Regions from separate parts of the Pan troglodytes genome. Here region 1 is linked to region 2. The links are chromatin contacts, called in public HiChIP or PLAC-seq maps. All regions are on one chromosome and are shown on one strand. Each heading gives the region's core, a stretch centred on a gene start, on an enhancer-like site or on the middle of the called end of the contact. The rest is flanking DNA. Distances are from core to core; before and after follow the strand shown. Region 1 holds the start of INSIG1 (insulin induced gene 1). Region 2 holds the start of LOC101058317.

The links. HiChIP or PLAC-seq counts read pairs in DNA pulled down with a chosen protein or histone mark.
Region 1: an H3K4me3 HiChIP or PLAC-seq map of stem cell-derived excitatory neurons shows a contact between it and region 2, with 20 times the contacts expected there. The contact joins the promoter of INSIG1 here to the promoter of LOC101058317 in region 2. A contact is called at or near these places in 1 of 7 Hi-C or Micro-C datasets (stem cell-derived neural progenitor cells) and 1 of 1 datasets of contacts at active chromatin or transcription factors (stem cell-derived excitatory neurons).

The regions. Positions count from the first base shown.
Region 1 is chr6:170,330,303-170,335,282 of NHGRI_mPanTro3-v2.0_pri, forward strand. INSIG1 (insulin induced gene 1) reads left to right here and starts at 2,830. Exons shown (of 6, transcript XM_001145726.8): 1 at 2,830-3,224; 2 at 3,523-3,961. The coding sequence starts at 3,550.
Region 2 is chr6:170,040,406-170,045,634 of NHGRI_mPanTro3-v2.0_pri, forward strand. LOC101058317 reads left to right here and starts at 3,177. Exons shown (of 2, transcript XM_063815957.1): 1 at 3,177-3,862; 2 at 4,215-5,229. The coding sequence starts at 3,177. The coding sequence ends at 3,836. PAXIP1 (PAX interacting protein 1) reads right to left here and starts at 3,234. Exons shown (of 21, transcript XM_054655398.2): 1 at 3,098-3,234. The coding sequence starts at 3,178.

The DNA.
Region 1 (4,980 bases), core at 1,580-4,079, 290 kb after region 2:
GGAGGTGACCCTCACCATAGCTTCTCCTTCACTGCTTCACTCACCTCTTTCCCTCACTCTTGGGGGATTGTACTTTCATGGCAAGTAAGCTAAGGCACTTCCCTTCATAGACAAACACTATTCTGCTTTTGAAAACGATGACATACCACTTCGCATTCACTGAGATGGCTAGAATCAAAAACTCAAGGAATAACAAGTGTTGGCAAAGATGTGGAGAAATCAGAACCCTCATACCCTGCTGATGGAGGTTTAAAATCATGCAGCTGCTTTGGAAAAAGTCCAGCAGTTCCTCAAACGATTAAACATAGAGTTACCATGTGACCCAGCAAGTGCACTCCTAGTAACTCCACCCAAGAGAAATGAAGAGCTACACCCACATGGATGAGCTTGTGCACATTTACAGCAACATCATTCGTAATAGCCGAAAAGTGAGAACAACCCAAACGTCCGTCAGCTGGTGAATGGATAATCAAAATGTGGCCTCTCCATACAATGGAACATTATTCAGCCATAAAAAGGGATGAAGTGCTGACATATGCTATGACATGGATGAACCTTGAAAACATTATGTCAACAAAGCCAGTCACAAAACATCACATATTATACGATTCCATTCATACGAACGTCCAGAACAGGAAATCCATAGAGACAGGAAGTAGATCAGTGGTTGCCGTGGGCTGGGGGTGGAAGTCAGGGGATAAGGAGGCAATAACTAAAGCATATGAAGGTCTTTTCTGGGGTGATGAAAATGTTCTAAAATGGACTGTGATGATAGTTGTACAACTCTGTGAATACGCAAAAAACCACTGAATTCACCGTTTAAATGGGTGAATTGTACACCGCATGAATTCGCCCTCACTAAAGCTGTTAAAAAACGGCGTAGTCTGTATTGATTGCCTTTAAAAGACGTTCATGATCACTTAATAACTGGTTCCACTCATGTGAAGTTGATCTTATTTGTGTTTTTTTAAACACATTTATGGATAGAAAAAATATTTGGAAATACATACCCCAAAATGTTAACAATGGTTATCTCTAGTTGGTAGGATTATAGACGATTTCTTTAAAATATATTTTTCCACGATGTTTTACAATGAGCATGTGATGCTTTTATATGAAAAAATATATATTTGGTAATCTACTTTATCTTAAGAATATTTCTTACAAATGGTTATTAATGTTATAATAAAAAGAACAGCAAGAACAGACTAAAGGCGAGATTGCTCACTACGTGACACCTCCCAGTCTTTAGGCCTTTATGAGTGCATGATTCTTCCGTATCCGAAAGAGCTACAGCCGTCCTGTGCTCCCTTCCGCCAGCCTGTTCAGTACAGAGGCCACCACTCTGAGGGTTACTTAGTGATCTGGGAAGGCATGGCGAGGTGTTTAACTCAACAATAGTCAACAACCCTAGAGTAAGGCCACATCTGTGATGATTACTGTATTGTGGGGCAATTAAGAACTAAACGGTGCCATCATGAGCAGATTTCCCTAAATGCTTAACTCAGAGTGGCTGACAGGGGCTGAAGAGAATGAACCCCATTATCTTCAACACACGGCCCACGATTAGCAGGGAAACAAAATCAACAACAGCTTTGCTTGAGGATAAGCAAATTTCAACCCCTGAAAATCTTGGAATGTGGTTACTGATATGGAGGCTCGGTCTTCAAAGGGGGTATTCAAGGGGGTAAACTCAAACTCTCCCACTGTCTTTATCCCGGGCTGCATTTCTTCATGGGGCCAGACTCCACAGGCACCTGGGCAAACACACACTGGGAACGCAGTGACAATCTCTACCTACGACTCAGAGGCCACGCCGGAGGCCCTCAGCAGGAACCCCACGGGCAACCCTCCCACATTCCCACGGGACATCTTGGTCAGTGTAAGTGCAACAGCCACAGAGCCACAGGGTGCCTCTATGACTCCAGGATCTTCCATGGTTCATAATGTCCCAGTACAGATGAGAGGAGGGACAGAGTCAGAGAGGCTGGGTTGTATTAACACTGGTTTATTAGGTAGATAGGAAAAGAAGAATGAAGTCAATAGTCTTCAGCAAGCCAACTAGCTCAAGGAATAGATAGCCCCTTTCCATTCTGGAGACAACACAGAAATCTATTAATATTAAATATTGTCATGAGGTATGCACCTGCCCACAGGGGTATTATGATGGAAATACTGGGGTAGTCTGCAGGGCCAGGTACAAATGACGGGAAACAAAGCCAGAGAAACTGAAATACCTCTTGGACCCCAGAAGACAGATGTACTGATTTCTGGGATGTCAGGGGCCCAGTGCAGAGCAGCTGGATAGGTCGCGGCTACTGAGAGCACAGCGTCCTCCCTCAGCCCCTGCTCATCTGCACGGAGCAAAGCCGCAGCTTTCTCTGCTGTCAGCGCTTTATACGACTCGGATGTAGGCTCTGAGCGGGCACGGGCCCGCCCTCAGACGGCGACCCGAGGGGCAAACAGGATGGAGGCGCGCTCCCTTGGAGAACTGTGGTCTCGATTTTATCTGCTCCTGGGTGGTGCGGGTGGTTTGCTCTCCAGGCGTGAGCAAAGGCCACAAGGGGCCCGAAAAAATCACCCAAGGATGCAAGCCCGCCATTGCGCTGAGCAGGGTCCGGCCCCGCCGCCAGAGCCCGCGCCCCTCCAGGGAGGCCCGCGCGATCGAGACCCGCCGCCTCCCGGCCAGGCGCGGGACACCAGGCGAGGGGAGCCAGGAGCCGGGAGGGGCGGCGCCGGGCCCGCAACCCCACCCTGTCCTGCCTCCGCCTCCTCCCGGCAGGACCGTCCCCTCCCAGGCCCCAGCTCCGCGGCCGCCCACTCGCAGCCGGCCAGTCCCGCTCGGGCCCGCGTGCCCCGCAGCCGCCACGCGCCCCGCAGTCCCTGCCGAGGCTCCCGCCCGAGCGCGCGCGCGGGCCGGCGGTGGCGTGTGTGCACGTCATATGGGCCGCCGGCCTCCCATTGGTTGCGGCCGCCTCACCAGACCGCGTGCGGACGGGCTCGCGGGCGGGGCGGGGCAAACTCAGGCCACGCCCCTGGGCGGTGCGCGCAGGCGGCGGGTAGGCCGGGCAGGCTCACGTGATGCGGGCTCCGCGGCCCGCCATATAAACCCGCGCGCCCGCCAGGCGCTGCGGCCGCACTTGGGGCCGTCCCGGGCCGTGACTCCTCCTTTCCCCCGCCCCGCCTCCGTTCGGAGAGCCGGCGGGCGGGCGCCTCTCGGCCAGGTACGCGGCCGGCTGGGATAGGGGTCGCGGGCGGGCTTTGGTCGCGCAGCAGCCGGTCCTCCCCGGAGGTAGGCGGGCGCGGGCCCCGTTGGGTCTTTGGGACGCGGGTCCCGCTGGGGCCGGGGGTGCTGCTCGCTGTGAGCGCGGGTCCCGTCCGCCGCTGGCCCCGGGCGGGCGCCCGGGGCTCTAACCTGGGGGGCGGCGCTGCCGCCTGGCCCGGGTGCCGGGGTTCGCGTCCCGCGGGGCCTTCCTCGCTCTTTGTCTCTTCTGAGTGAACTTGATGACCCCCTTCTTCCAGGAAGCGCCTCTTGGACGCGGGTGACCGATGCCCAGATTGCACGACCACTTCTGGAGCTGCTCCCGTGCGCACAGCGCGAGGCGCCGAGGCCCCCCGCGAGCCAGCGCCGCGGGGCTGGCGGCCAAGGTTGGGGAGATGATCAACGTTTCCGTGTCCGGGCCCTCCCTGCTGGCGGCCCACGGTGCCCCGGACGCTGACCCCGCGCCCAGGGGCCGCAGTGCTGCGATGAGCGGCCCCGAGCCCGGCAGCCCCTACCCCAACACCTGGCATCATCGCCTGGTGCAGAGGAGCCTCGTGCTCTTCTCGGTTGGGGTGGTCCTAGCCCTGGTGCTCAACCTGCTGCAGATCCAGAGGAATGTCACTCTCTTCCCCGAGGAGGTGATCGCCACCATCTTTTCCTCCGCCTGGTGGGTCCCTCCCTGCTGCGGGACAGCAGCTGGTGAGTACCCCTCCTGGTTCTTCTGGAAGTAAAAAGGGTGTCTTTTCGGTTGAAAGTACTTTTCAGCCTATAAGAAACATGCATTTGAAACTGGAACTATCCACAGATTGAAAGTGTGCATCTCCAGTCTTGGGATTTAGAGAAATGAAGGAGGGGTAGAGAGGACCTGGCACCCCCGAGGGCGGGTTCGGGCCACAGCTCTCTGAAGTTTGAGGAAGCACAGTGATGGAGATGAGGCAGGGAGATAATTGGCTGTTCAAGCAGGTGCTGTGCCAAGCTGACTGAGGGCCCTTCCCTCCTGGCGTCCGGGTACAGCCCCAGCTGTCATCCCGCGCCAGCCGCCCCGGATTGGCCGCCTGGGGAACTGGTGAGCAGCGGGACTGAAAGGCCATTGGTCGCGGCAGCAAACATGCTACCCTGCTGGATAACTGAAAACAAACCCGTCACATGGGTTCAGGAGGCGGTTGCCAGGGGAGCAACTTCTCAGCACTTCCTTTTGCCGGGTCGCTGAGTAAACTGTGGTCTGAAGCCAAACCGTCTACCCCCTGAACTGTTAGAGCTCTGTAGATTACGTTCTTAAGGAAAAGAGTAACCCCCTTACGGCGTTTAGATTTTCGTACACCCAAGCAGTAGCATAGATGCTGTACAACGTAACACTGGGTCAGTCTGAACTGTGGACACGGGGACTGCTGGGTGTGTGTACTAGACTTTCCTGGCTATCATCGAACCGCTTTTATAGAAATGTTGAGTCGATCTAGGCTCAGCAGATCACTTACTGCTCCTGTAGTCACACAGCATTTGTTTATTTAACGAGCTTGTCGGGTGCTTTCTGCAACCTCAACTCTATAAGCTGTTGAAATGTTAATCCAAAAGTGAGCACCACAAGCCCCTATCCTTAAGCAGCTTAGAGTCTGGTGGGGAAAACAAACCAGTATGTCAGTGACTCCAGTGCAGTGCAGGGAGCATCCTGTTTGCTTTGTGGCTGACGTTTGTCAGCTGACTGCTGACCATAGGCTTCA
Region 2 (5,229 bases), core at 1,927-4,426:
AGGAAAAGATGTGGATCTCCCTGACAGAAAGTCATCAGCATTATTACATAGATGGGAGCCACAGCCATGAGCGTGAAGGTGGTCGCAGTGCAGAATGGGAGGGGAGCTAGAGAGTAGACACAGCAACTGATAACTTCAGGGACAGGTAGGGAAGCGCAGTATCACAGGAGAGGAGCGTCAACAGAAGCCAAGGAAGTGAGGGTTAAGGAACAGTCGACAGTCAAGTGCTTCAGAAGAGGTAGGTAGTGTCTAAGCTGACAGTGCACACCAACTGTCAAAGTGACATGGTGCCCACAAAGCTCAAGTGACCCACAAGGGCAACCCTCTTCCAGGTCCCCTCTCTGCAGCAGAGAGCTTTCTTCTTTCACTTATTAAACTTTTGCTCCAACCTCAAAAAAAAAATAAAGTCACCCACAAGCTAGACAACCTTTTCAGAATACTTTACTGACCACTAATAGATATGAACTAGAGCAGAGGCTCAATATTTAGTAACTGAAAAAACAGCGGTCACTGGCCATGGGCCACTTTAGCTTTCTTCCTTCCCTTGACCTCTAAGCATTTTTAGCTTCACGCATCCATTCGACTGGTCTTCAGAAAAGGCCCCCTCCTTTTCCTATCCTCCAGTCTGTTTCTGATCCTACTCCCTTCTTCATGAGTTTCCCTGTCCATAGCTATGTTCCCTCCACCTGTAAACAGTAAAGTTACCCACATCCTTCCACGCGCTTGTGACGCAACACAGATCCCTCCCCAGCCCTCTCTTCCTCAGGCACCTTCTCTATTTCCTTCTCAGGACAAACTTCCTGAAGAGTCTAACCTTTCTGTTCTCAGTTTCCATTCACTCTTCAACTCCCTGCAATCCAGCCCCTTCCACCAACACTCTACCAAAAACACTTTACTCGGTTTTCACGAACTTTGAGGATGCCAAAACCAATAGCTTCTCTTCAATCTCCACACTACTGAGTATCTTAATAGATTTATCTCATATCACTCTGTTCCAGATATAGTGATCATCCCGATGTATCCCAAACGCATGAATGCCTTCATTCCTCAGCACATACGCTCCACATGAAAATATTCCTTCATGTTCTTAACTTCTGCTTATCTCAAAACCCAACTGAAATGACATCTACTGAGTGACATTTCAGTGGTGTCTACTTTGCACCCCAGTGGAGAAATCTGCTACACCTTGTACTGTGATATGTCCAGGTGTGCTCCCTCCCCCACCAATGAGGGGCGCTCAAGGGCAGGTACCATGTCCTCTTCACCTCTGTATTATACCTGGCACCTAGTCCATGCCTGCCTCATATTAGATGGTCAACATGTGAACTTATAATCCACAGTCATAAGAGTCAGAGAATCAGATGTCCAGGCTCAAAACTTTTCAGAAAATCTACTGTTTCAGATCAAAGTGGTTTGCCAAGGACATTTTTAAGCATTTAGATTTGATTCGAAGTCGAGTAAATATGGTTCCAGTTCAACTTGTTCCAGGTTTTAAGTAACATTTGGTTCAAGTCCCCTATAAGAGCCAAAGTCCTAAAATGAAACACGAAGGCTAGGAAGGAGGGGGAAGAGAAAAATGGTGGATAGCAAAAAACAAAAACAAAAAAACAAACAAAAAAAAAAGGGGGGCTGGGGAATCATCAATACTGGAAAAAGCTAACACTGTTACAGGCACTCATCTTGATCTCTCCGTGTTCAGCAACTGTTTTACTCTGTAAATTCATAGAAGGCTTTTTTTTTTTTTTTTTTTTTGAGACGGAGTCTCGCTGTTGTTGCCCAGGCTGGAGTGCAGTGGCGCGATCTCGGCTCACTGCAACCTCCACCTCCCAGGTTCCAGCAATTCTCCTGCCTCAGCCTCCCGAGTAGCTGAGACCACAGGCGCCCGCCACCACGCCCGGCTAATTTTTGTATTTTTAGTAGAGATGAGCCTTCACCATGTTGGCCAGGCTGGTCTCGAACTCCTGACGTCAGGTGATCCACCCGCCTTGGCCTCCCAAAGTGCTAGGATTACAGGGGTAAACCCGGCCTTGAAGTCTCTTTACCCTAAAGTTACAGGGCAAAAAGAGTCCAAAAAGTTGTTACTAACATACAAGGACGAACCTCAAGAAGGCCAAGATCACTCAGCCTTCTACAATTCCTTCTACACCATCCAAGTTTATCTGCGAAATATGAGTCTCCGCCCTTCCAGGCCTAACTCTGGTCACAGGGGATCCCCATCCTCCAAGGTGGGGGCCACTGATGTCACACCCAAGGCAACATTACTGTACAGTTAAACTTTTAAGAAGGAAATATTTTGAAGATTAACCTGAAGAGGATATTCAACTAAGATGCATTCCTACCACGGACTGATAACTGTGTGACATCAAACAGATATATTATTATAGGAATACTAAGGAAAACCCACAATATCCCTTGGCGTGAGCCCAAACTACACAAAATTAAATGTGTAATGTGATAGTGTTACCAGGGTACCGTAAAATTAATCGTCCAAGTGGGAAAATCAAGGAAGACGAATGCCAGCCCCCACGTGCAGGGACACAGGGTGGAAGGGAGCCCTCCTCAGCCCCGCACAGGACGGCAGCTGCCCGGGTGGCGGAGGCGGCCAAGCCGGTGCACGGCCACGACCCCCGCCGGCCGAGCGAGGCTGGGGTCCCCGCGCGAGCTGCCCCGGCTGGGGATCCCGGCGCCCCTCGTCCGCCCTCGGAGCTGCTCTCCCGGGAGCCGAGACGCCCGGCGCGGGGAATGGGGAGACGCGACCCCGCGCCCGTCCCGCTCAGCAAAGGAGCAGAGAACGAGGCGGCCCGGTGGGTGGGGGGCGGCGACCCCAGGGCCGCAGGCCGGGGGGTCAGGGCGCGCACTAGGGGCCGAGGTACAGAGCCCCAGGCGCCCCGGCCGCCCTCCCTCCCGCACTCCCCCGGGCCCCGGCCTCCCGCGCCCACCCCGCGGTCGCCCCTGCCCTCAGCGCAGTCAGGCCAGCGGCCTCGGCGGACCCGACGCTCTGCGCCCGGCGCGCGCCCGCGGCAGGAGCGGGGACGGGGACGGGGACGGACGGGGACGCGGACGGGGGAGGAGGCCGCGGCAGGGGCGGGCGCGGTACCTGCGGGTCGATGTCGCCCACCGCGTAATACTTGACCTCCCTGAACATCTCCTCAGGAACTTTGGGCGCCTGGTCCGACATGATCGCGGCGGCCCGGGAGGCTCCGCGGCGGCGCCCGGCCCCGCCCACCCCCCGCCCCCGGCCCCCGCGGCGCCCGGCGCCCCCACTCGCCCCGCCAACGGCCCTGCCCGCGCAGCCCAGGCCCGGTCCTGCGAATCGGGGTCCGCTCCCCCGCCCTCCGCGCCCCCGCCCGCGCCCGCGCCGAGCGCCCGAAGCGCGGGAGCCGCGCGCGCCCTGCGGGACGCACCATCCCGCCCCGGCCACCGAGGGGGAGCGCCGAGGAGCCGCCCGGCCTCCAGTGACGCCGCGCGCCTCTGCCGCCACCCACGGCTCCGGGGTAGCTGGCGCCTGCCAGCCCGCTCTGGCCCTTGCGGTTCCATGGCCGCCGCTCTGCAACGAGCGGGCCCCGAGGACGAGGGGAAACCCGCTCCCCCCTCGGCGGGGCCGGAGTGAGCCGGTCCCGGGGAGGAGGGGAGCTGGCAGGCCCCTCCCGTCGCCACATGCGGCTGCTCGGGGGCGGCGCATGCGCGCGGCGGAGGGGGTGGGGCCTTGGGGCCGCGAGTGGGAGCGGGAGCGGGAGCGTTTCTGCGGCCTCCTCGGGCTTGTTGGCCCTGGGCAGAGTGGGGTTGGGTGTCCCGGCTGTTCGCAGTGGCCGCGAGTGCAGCCGGACCTGCAGTAGTACCTGAGCCGCTCTGGCCGAGCAAGGTACGGGGCCCGGGTCTACACCGCGCTGGACCCGGCTATGCCGTGACGGAATTCCCGAGGCCGTAGCGCCACGCGAGACGCGCACTGGTGGCCTCCGCGGCGAGTCCTGGGGTCTCCGCAAGGCCTCAGCGCCCGAGCTGGGGACGTGCTGGGGGGAGGCCCGGCCCCGTCGCTGCCCGAGGCCCCGCTGTCCCGGCCGGACCGGCCTGGTCCCTGGCGTCCTGTCGGGTCGGCGCTGGAGGAGAGTCCCAGACAGCAGAGCCCGCGGTGCAGCTCCAGCCCCGGGAAGCCCCGCGCTCAACAGGTTAATACTACACAGCGGCGATTCTAATGGTCACGCTTTTATTTACAGCTCGCCTCCCTTCCGCCAAGATTCACAGAACACGGCAGAGTGGCCTCGGGATCACCTGCCCAAGACACCTGCACGACCGGAAGTTGGGAGAAGAAATAAGGCCATGATGACGAACGCAGCCTTTCTCGTTTATTTCCAATCCCACAACAAACCGGAGTCCAGGAACTCATGGGTGATTATCGGACTATTACCTAGTCGTAAAACTGTGGAGCATTGGTGTCTAAAGGAATCTGAGACAGACCCGCAGTGTCTCCCCCACATGCCTTAAGTCACTTCTGCCAAGCAGAAAATCATTTTTAAGTAAATGTTAGTGAAATTGGTTTTAAAAAAGAGAAGGGGCCGGGCGCGGTGGCTCACGCCTGTAATCCTAGCCTTTAGGAGGCCGAGGTGGGCGGATTGCCTGAGTTCAGGAGTTCGAGACCAGCCTGGGCGACACGGTGAAACCCCCGTCCCTACTAAAATACAAAAAATTAGCCGGGCGTGGCGGCACGCGCCTGTAATCCCAGCTACTCAGGAGGCTGAGGCAGGAGAATGGCTTGAACTCGGGTGGGGGAGGTTGCAGTGAGCCGAGATCGCGCCGCTGCACTCCAGCCTGGGCGACAGAGCGAGACTCCGTCTCTGAAAAAAAAAAAAACGAGAAGGCTTTCAAAATTACTCTGCGGTACACTAATTTAACAGATTAGATCACTCTCCAGGCTTTAAGTTGGTCTTTGTTCTACCCTTTTTTTAGTGTATGATAAAAGTTGTGTTGGTTCGTTGATCAGCATGCAATGAACTCTGGCTCTTGTTAATCAGGTGAATACAGTTTTGTCCTTACATTTGTATGTATGTCATGAGTGGTTTTGTATGGGCAGGAGGTAAATAACGCACATTTACATATACTTAATGATTTATCATTCCAATGTTTTCTGGTTGTTTTAGTCTTTCATTTGTCTCTTGAACAATCTGAAACATCCCTATTCTAAGGCTAAAAAATTTCCTTTACAAACTTAGGTTAAACATTCCTAATCTGAAA